Linked DNA regions of Mus musculus: region 1 is linked to region 2. A link is a contact called in public HiChIP or PLAC-seq data. All regions are on one chromosome and are shown on one strand. Each heading gives the region's core, a stretch centred on a gene start, on an enhancer-like site or on the middle of the called end of the contact. The rest is flanking DNA. Distances are from core to core; before and after follow the strand shown. Region 1 holds the start of 2610028E06Rik (RIKEN cDNA 2610028E06 gene). Region 2 overlaps Grik3 (glutamate receptor, ionotropic, kainate 3).

Region 1 (4,104 bases), core at 1,524-4,023, 390 kb after region 2:
TCCCATCCTTGGCTGCTACCACAGGCAGGCCCTGAAAGCTCAGTGGTTTGAAGGTGTTTTGTTTTGTTTTGTTTTGTTTTTTTCTTGTGCTCATACAGCCCTCCATGAGAATATAGGTAACCTACTGCTGCCGTAACAAATGATCACAGACTTAACACAGTCTAAAATAATACCTATTTATTATCTCAGGTAAGAAGTCCAGGCTGAGGCTTGGCCGGATCTTCTACTGAGAGCATAGCTAGAATCGAAATGAGAAGAGTCATGTCCACCGTCCTTCAGGCTGTCGCCAAATTATAGGGCTGAAGCCCTCGTGTCCTTGCCACTTACTTGTTGGTCATAGCCATCTTTGAAGGCCAGCCCTATTCCCTGGTCCACGGCCTCTTCCATATTCAAAGTCAGCCATGGAGCATCACTGAGTCACTCACCCTCTTCAAACCTCTCTGGCTTCCTCTTCTGCCAGCGCTTGCTCCTGAATAATGTAGTCTCTCTAAGATCATCTGATTAATAAATAGTTGTCCCTGCTAAGCCCTCTGATCCTGCTGTTCTTTAGGAAAGGGACAGAGAGAACACTGCCCTCTGTTCAACCTGATTTTTTTTTTCAATCTAACTACCTCAAAGCAACAAGCACTGGCCCTCCATAGCTACTGTCCACGACCCGGTTAACTAGAAATCTTTCCAGCTGTCACCAAACCCGCTCATGTAATTACAATCCACGCAATTAATCCATCCACTGAAAACAGGAAACTGAGTCACAGATCATATGTCAGTGAGCACAGTTTGAGCAGCTTTGAGTTAGAAGCCAGGAATGAAGACGTATAACACATGTTCCGGAAAGAGCTGCCGAGACGACTGGAGGATCAACGGCCCGGGACTGGGTGCTAAGGTTCCTGGGCAGCTGTGACTGGGGAATGGCGAGAGAAACACAGTTCACAGGAGGCAACACAGGTGGTGGTTACACTCGCAAATGGAAACTAAATCAGCCAGAGAGGGAAGCAGTGAGCGTATCAGGCCAGACTTACAGGTGAGACTCAGACCGCAAAAACGTTCCTTTTACCCCCTAAATCAACGGACTATTTTTAAATCCTTTCCACACACCCACTGAAGGTGCTCGAAAGAAAATCGGAGTTGTTGCTAGGGGGAGACTCTGTACAGTCCCACCTGGACACAGGACTAGAAAAATTTAAAGAACAAAAGCACAGAAAGGGTTCACTCTGGGCAGGGGAAACAGACATAGCCTGTACTTAAGGGGAGAGTCCAAGATTGCGCTGGGAGAATAGCTTGCAAAAAGACGGTCTATGGAGAGTATGTGTCTATAGAAATAAGCATTGTGGCTAGAGCAAATAAACTGGAGAAGACAGAAATCCAATACAAGGATGTATCCACTGGCTAGCCATCACTGTGCGAACAGAGGCCTGGCCATGCCACGGAGAAGGAAAATGTCCTTGTCAACTAGGGACCAGAAAGGAAGACAGTTTACCCAGTGGTGCCTGAGTTCTTCAACAAAGGATCACCGGCAGGATGAGTGTCACCACCTGGCTCATACCCAGCAGTGTCTGAGCCCCTCAATAAAGGATGCCCACAGGGTGAGTGTTGCCCACTTCAGTGGTGTGCTGGAAAACAGATGCGACAGTGAGTAGTCATCTATAGCACTTGCCAAAGGCCCTGGTGTGAATATTCTTACCCAAGTTGATTTCAAGCTATCCAGCTGAGGATGTGGCTCAGTGGCAGAGCACTTGCCTAGCGTGCTTAAAGGAAGAGATCCTGTTCCGTCCCTCTACTCCTGTCCCCTTGGGTGGTAAAGAAGCAGGGCAATGCTGGGTGTGACCATTGCACAAAAAATGCCTTCCAACCTGCGCTCCTGCTGCGCTGAAATTGCTTGGGAGGATGGGACGCAGCAGCCAGAGCGAGGGAAGCGGAACGAGATTTCTATGGATCCTCTATTATCTGCCCTCCGCAATGCAGGCAGGCCCTGTGGTAGTCGCAGAACTAAGAAGGTGCCCCCTGCTGTCCAAGGGATGGATGTGAAAGGCTAGAGTTAAACAGGAGCCCCAGTGGTAGGGATTCTCCAAGGTCAGAGGCAGCGGGGTCTCTGAAGGCACCAGGCAGGCCCACAGAGGACAGAGACTCGCGTAAGAGAGGGAGAATTCACACAGGCTAGAGGGTTCTTTCTGGTAACTGAGTCTTCCAACTTTGCAAAGTTCTAGGAGGTAAGGTTTTCATCGCCGCTCCAGGCAAGACCCTACCTTTTGTATGGTTCACAGCCTCGAAAAAACAGCGCCACCCGCTGGTGATCATGTGCTCAAGCACGGGGCCTCCGGAAAGCATTTTATATCCAAGACCTAGAGAGGAATTGTGGATGGCTGAGCACACACAGCCCCTTCCCTGCTGAAGCATGAAGAAGCATTCCATTCACAAGAGGAAAATGAGGCCAAGAAAGCTTTTCTTACCTGAAAGAACACGAAATCCATGCCCGGGATGGCAGAGTTCCCTCAGCTCGAGATTCCAGTTCGCTGCCCACAGCCAGGGCCAGACCCAATCGGTGGTGGAGTGGACTAGGCAGGGAAAAGTCGGGTGGGTTTCGTGGGGACAAGCTGTAGGTGGGCTCTGAGAGTCTCTGATCTTCACCTTCTCATCCTGAGTTCCTCACACAGGGCTATGGCTTCAGTAGGCCCCCCTAAGCAGCAGTCTCCCTGGAATCTGCAGCTGCATGCTGTCTTCAGGGGCGGGGCTGGGCGGGAAGGGGATGAATACCAGGACCCAGAGATGATGCGTCTGGCGTGGCCTGGTTCCCTCTCCGCTCCTCTGCGCCTTAATTAAGTGCTTTCATTTCCCTCCTTCCCAGCACAGAGGCCCAGCTGAGATAAGGCATTGATCCCCTCCCAAAGGAGGAGGGAGGCCTGCCGAGCTCTTTGTGGGACAAAGACTGATGGCTTATTAGCAAGGCCTTAATTGTGTGGCCTGAAACTTGAGGAAGTTAGAAGATACATCTGAACTAGGGAGTGCCTCTGAAGTGAACCGTTTCTTCCCTGCATCCCACCGTACACCCCCACCTCAGCCCAGCCTAGTGGAGATCAGCCCACCCTAGCCCTGACCTCAGGGAAGCAAAGGCTCAGAGTGTTGATTGCAAAGGATGGGGAAGATGTCTCGCACGGCCAAATGATGCTCCAGTTTGCCAGATGCAGACAAGGACAAGGTCCAGGGACCCAAATGTAGACACCAGCTCTGCTACTATCTAGCTGAAAGACTCTAATAAAGCCTAGCCCTCTGAGGGCCTCAGTTTCCCTTTCTGTACAATGAGAAAGTTTACTTCTAGCCATAGTATACAAATATATGTGTTGAAACTGTGTGGCGGGGAGGAATAAAAGGTAAAGTCAAGTGCCATCCAATTCCTCAAGGCCCATTTTCTTCTTCCCTGTGTGTTAGAATTCACAGAAACGCAGTGGCAACTGGAGCATCCCGGATCAACTGCTCCATCATTCCAGCTGCCCAGTAGGTGTGATTAGAGTCATGGGGCTATCAGGAGTTAAGACAGTCCCCTATAGCAGCAAGTCCCCAGCCCTGGTAATCATTCATCATTCTTTCTTAAAAGATAACTTCTTGTAGATAGATAGATAGATAGATAGATAGATAGACAGACAGATAGACAGACAGACAGACCATAGAAACCAGTAGCTGCTATAATCTCCTTGAGGAGAAAGCGCTGCAGCCAACACAGCATCCCATCCATGTGAACGGAAAATCTGAGCATCCCATGCAGCCCTGCCCTTCACACCCAGCAGCCCTCCCAGCCAGTGCGTATCCTTGGCAACCAGCCAGGGCCCAGGGTTTCACATCGACATTTGTTGAATAAAAAATGAACGTAGGAAGTTAAGGAGCAGTGCATAGGGAACACTGGAGCCTCAAGCCTCATCCGTCACCTGCAAGCCTCTCACCTCACTGGGTCTTCCAACACAACACAAAGGGTCACAATGCCGTTGTCTCTGTCCTAGGGCTGAGGACACTGTTTTCAGGAAGGAGTAAATCGGTTGTCCTCCCGTGGACACAGACAGCTAGAGGCTGAGAACCCCGAGCCTTTTCCTCATAATGCAGAGGGAAGGGTCACCC
Region 2 (4,256 bases), core at 1,594-4,093:
GAAATAAATGATCTAAAATATATGAGGTAATGATACACACACACACACACACACACACTGTTCTACATGGGGAGCCAAGGGCATTGAGTTAGTCCTGGTACCACCTGATGAAGGAGAGCTCTGAAGGTCACAGCTGACATTTATGGGATTTTGTTTTCAAGTCACTATTCTGAGTATAAAGTCAGGACAACACTATGGGATGGATGCTATTTCACGGAAAATAAAGTTGCAGGACAGACAGAGGAACTTAACTGTACTGGGTAGGTGGGCCAGGCCGAAGTCTGCAGGTTGAGTGGTCACCCATTGAAGGAGCGTGACTTGGAGGAATCCCAAGATTGTGCTAGGTAAAGGCCCACAGCATTGAGGGTCACTGTGGTGCCACCACTCCCCTCGATGTCTCAGCCTTACCATTCTCACATTCCTTGCCCAGATGCATCACATTCCCACACGGTAAGGACACCCAGGAGCTGCCGTGAATAACAGGCCAGGACCTCATGGGCCCGAGGTTCACTCATGTCTCACTTTGTGGAAGAGCTATGCAGATGCTCAAGAGTCTAAAAGTCCAAGTCAAGGACACACATCTAGCAAAACACCACGTGTGAGCTCCCATGCCCAACTCCTGACCTGGCTTCTTACAATTCACAGCAAGTCCCCAAGTCTTGTAGGCAGATGACACCCCATCTCTATCACTGGCTCATCTGCTCCTAGTGTTACAGGAGGTAGATGTCCTGATTCTAATGCTGGCTGTGCTTTAGCTATGGCTTTAGAAGGTATTTAGCCTCTCTGCCTCATCTTTCTCTTCTGTAAAATGGGAATAGTGATGATCTACCTATCCCATATCATTGTTGGCTAACCTATCCTACACCCACGAGCACATGTATACAAGTTTGCATATGTGTGTGTATTAATGTGTGCATTTATGCGTGCACCCCACACAAACACAAATAAAGTGCTTACAACAGGCCTGATTATTGCCCCCAGTGGTTTTGACAGTCCTAGGCAAGAACAATTAATTAGCAGGTACTCCCTCATCCTATGCCTTCCATGGGGCAAGTGCCTCTGCCTCACTTCGCGCTGTGACCCTTCACCCCTAGCCTCTCCCATCACCAGGAGCTCAGTGCTGTCCCCATCTTTCTCCATCTCCTAGAAGACTATTCTACCCATCCTCTGTCGCCTGGCTCACAGGGCTGGGTGGTGCTTTCTGTTTGGCCCTCAGGAGAAAGCCCAGCTTGCCCACATAGCCACTGGAGACTCTGTTCGTTCATAACACTCTCCTCTCAGGCCTGGCTCACTGAAGTCCTGCCTTCTCCCTCCGTATTCCATCTGCGATCTTTGTCCTTAGGTTCCCAAACTCAGCAAGGGAGTGAAAGGTAGCAAGCAGTTCCTCCCTAGGTCCAAGGTCCCTTTCCTTACAGATATCTGTGACCTATGACTCTTTCCAAGAGGCTCAAGTGGCACCAGCTAGGGCTGGCCTTGGAAGTGCACCTCCTTCTCTGAGACTGGCAGGTGGCCCCACCCCCAGGGCCACCTCCCCAGGCCCTGCAACTCTGGCTGTCACTCACGCAGGGGCCCTACTCAGTGCCCAGATGCCTAGTTGCCTCGGTTGTTGGATCACTTTTGATGTGCCCATGCCGTGCCTCCTACCCCGTCTCCAAGATCCTCCAGCTCCTCCATCCATCAGAGATGGAAGGCATTTTGTTTTCTTCCTTTCTGTGAGTTGGGTCCCAGCCCAGGCATCTCCTTGGAACTCAGATATCTGAGCACATTCACGAGAGTTTGCCTGGGCTTCATCCTTGGGAGTCCAGCTGCCCCTCCAGCACTGCTCCCTGGTCTTCCCACTGGCTTGAACTGGTTATGGAACTGGCTTCTACCAGGAATCCTTTGCTGGATCTGATGCAGGGGCACTGGCCCTTCCAGGATGGAAGGGAGGCAAGGGGAGATCTCATGATGGGGAGCTCAGGGGGTAGCCCAGGAGTAGTGCAGGGAAAGCGTCACCCCCCCCAAAGATCCCCGAAAGATCCAGTGGGATGACGCCAGTGGGATGACGTAAGGGTGGGTAGAGAGGGCATCCTGACTGTCCAGCTTCAAATAGGATTCTAAGGAAGGTGGCTGGAGGGCTGGGCAAAGACTTAAGGGGTGATTAGGCAGATGTAAGGCTCTGAGGCTGCATTGTGAAGAGCAGGCAGCACCTGAGTCGGGCGGGCGGGCGCTTGCTGCCTTATTGACATCTACCCCACCCCCACCCCAATGCACACACCTTGACAAGTTACTTGAATTGCCGCACCTGCAAATGGCATAAAGATCTCAGCATCTGCTCCTAGGTTCTTAGTGAGGTTCCAGGGGCATTGATTATGTCTGCAAGGGCCTCGGGCATGGCGCCAGGATGCCACATAAAGTAATTGCTCAATAAAGGGGGTATGGTTATTTCTGCCCGTATATGCCTGGGTGAGGAAGACTGAGCCCGAGTACTCCTGGCCGAGCCATGGCCAACTCTGGTCTCTGCATCCCAGGCAGAAAAAAGACGCTAGGTGGCTGAGCCTTGCTAGCCAGACTGTGTCCCCCAGTGCTAGGGGCGTGGCTGGCTGGCAGCAGGAGGGGCCCAGCCTTATGAACATGAAGATCCCAGTGATCCAAGCATGTGATTCACAGGGCCATTTTGCTGACAGCTTCTTCGGCCTCACCAGTCTCCAAGCAATTAACCAGCCAGGCCCCGGGGAGGGACGTTTGGCGGCAATCAGGGTAACCTTGACCTCCTTTGTGATGCACAGCCAGGCTCTGAGGTGCTCAAGTGCTGTTGAAGGGCAGCTCCTCCCAGCACAGAGAGCTCCTCCTTCTGGGCCAGCTGGAGAGGAGGCCAGGGTACCCGGACTCAGCCACAGACGCTGACATGTCTGACCTTATTTGGCCTTTACACAGTACAAAATTTTTCATGGTCCTGCACATTTTGCTTCCTTGGAGATGTACAGCCAACTGAGCTATATGCTATATGCTCTCTGTGTGTGTGTGTGTGTGTGTGTGTGTGTGTGTGTGTGTGTGTGTGTGATAGGGTTCTGTGTAGAGGACATTGGTGCAACAGAAATGTGAATGGAGATGCGTGTGCGTCTGGGTGGGAATTGGGAAGTGTGGACCGACCTAGGGGAGGAGGCTGCAGTCTGAGCGGGAGTAGAGAGCATATGCAATCAAATGAGTGAGGCAGGAGGGAGGGACCACGGCTGAGGGTCTGGGGAGGCAGTTTTGGGGATGTGGTGACAGCCTTCCCCTGCCACCCCCTCCCCAGTGGCTCAGGCCTGTACGTTTCAAATACTTCATTGTCGGGCCTGGTAAAGCCTTTATTTATAAAGCGCGGGTGTTTCATTCAGCTTAACTGAAAAGGCCTTTAAATCACCGCAGCTGGGAAGGGCTAATTGCAGTTAGAGTTGTCAAGGACTCTCTTGTCTTGCTTTCGCCATCTGTGACATAGTGAATGCAAAGATCGTTTTAAACATAGGCAGTTAATGTAGAGAATAATTTGAGAGCTTTAGATATTTATGGTAAATTATTTAACTTTATAGTTGAGTTTTATTGCCTCATTATTCTGTGTGTGAAGAATCTTGGCGTTTCCTGTGACTCGGCACTTTGAGGAGTTTTACTTTGCCGCGCTCTGGAGGAAAGTTACTCGGGGGCCTGCTCAGCCCTGAGCGGACTCCAGGCTTCCCACAGAGAGGCTCCGGATGGATGTCTATCTAGGTACAGGCCATGGCTGGTGTTTGCCCTGGGTCAGGGTCATTAGGTGCTCCACAGGTCTTCCAGGTTCCTCTTTCCTGTCCCATAAGGTCCCCCTACCTGATGCCCCTCCACCAAGAGTTGTTAGGACCCCAAGGGGACAGGGCTTGGGACAGGCTTTTGGTTTCCCTTCACCTTTTGGATCCTAGGGCCACCCTTTTGTCCCCTGCTGGAATTCTATCCCGCAGTTGGTTGTATGCTTGCGTTGTCTCTTGATCGTTTCTCAGAGCTGTGCCTTCCTAATTACTCAGGTTTCTTTTGAATATCCTTAAGTGGAATATCCTTATGCTGGAAGGAAGATAGCTCCTGCCTCCCGGAACCACTCTCCCTTTCAGTTGGTGACCTTGGTTTGAGCACTGTCTGTAGCCTGTGGGGGGGACTTACATCATGGCAGGATTTTGTTGCAGGTGCTTAACTGAGGGCCTTTCCAGGCAACAGGTGTTGGATTCCTGAAGCTGTAGGGGATAGCCCTAAGCCAGTGATGCTCGGAATGG

Evidence for each region. HiChIP or PLAC-seq counts read pairs in DNA pulled down with a chosen protein or histone mark.
Region 1: an H3K4me3 HiChIP or PLAC-seq map of embryonic basal ganglia shows a contact between it and region 2, with 4 times the contacts expected there. The contact joins the promoter of 2610028E06Rik here to the enhancer-like site in region 2. A contact is called at or near these places in 1 of 15 datasets of contacts at CTCF or cohesin (the NIH/3T3 cell line), 1 of 484 Hi-C or Micro-C datasets (embryonic stem cells), 10 of 115 datasets of contacts at active chromatin or transcription factors (differentiating embryonic stem cells, embryonic basal ganglia, embryonic hindbrain and 4 more) and 1 of 9 other capture datasets (embryonic stem cells).

The regions. Positions count from the first base shown.
Region 1 is chr4:125,919,630-125,923,733 of GRCm38.p6, forward strand. 2610028E06Rik (RIKEN cDNA 2610028E06 gene) reads right to left here and starts at 2,774. Exons shown (of 6, transcript NR_015560.2): 1 at 2,448-2,774; 2 at 2,244-2,339.
Region 2 is chr4:125,531,953-125,536,208 of GRCm38.p6, forward strand. All of the region lies in intron 1 of Grik3 (glutamate receptor, ionotropic, kainate 3), which reads left to right. Among named protein-coding and RNA genes, the nearest start is that of Gm32807, 26 kb to the right of the region's middle. Within about 2 kb of position 2,844, at least 47 of the 459 cell types and tissues checked have an H3K27ac peak or open chromatin away from gene starts, as enhancers often do. A contact at or near this core is called in differentiating embryonic stem cells, embryonic basal ganglia, embryonic stem cells and 2 more, where this site is marked.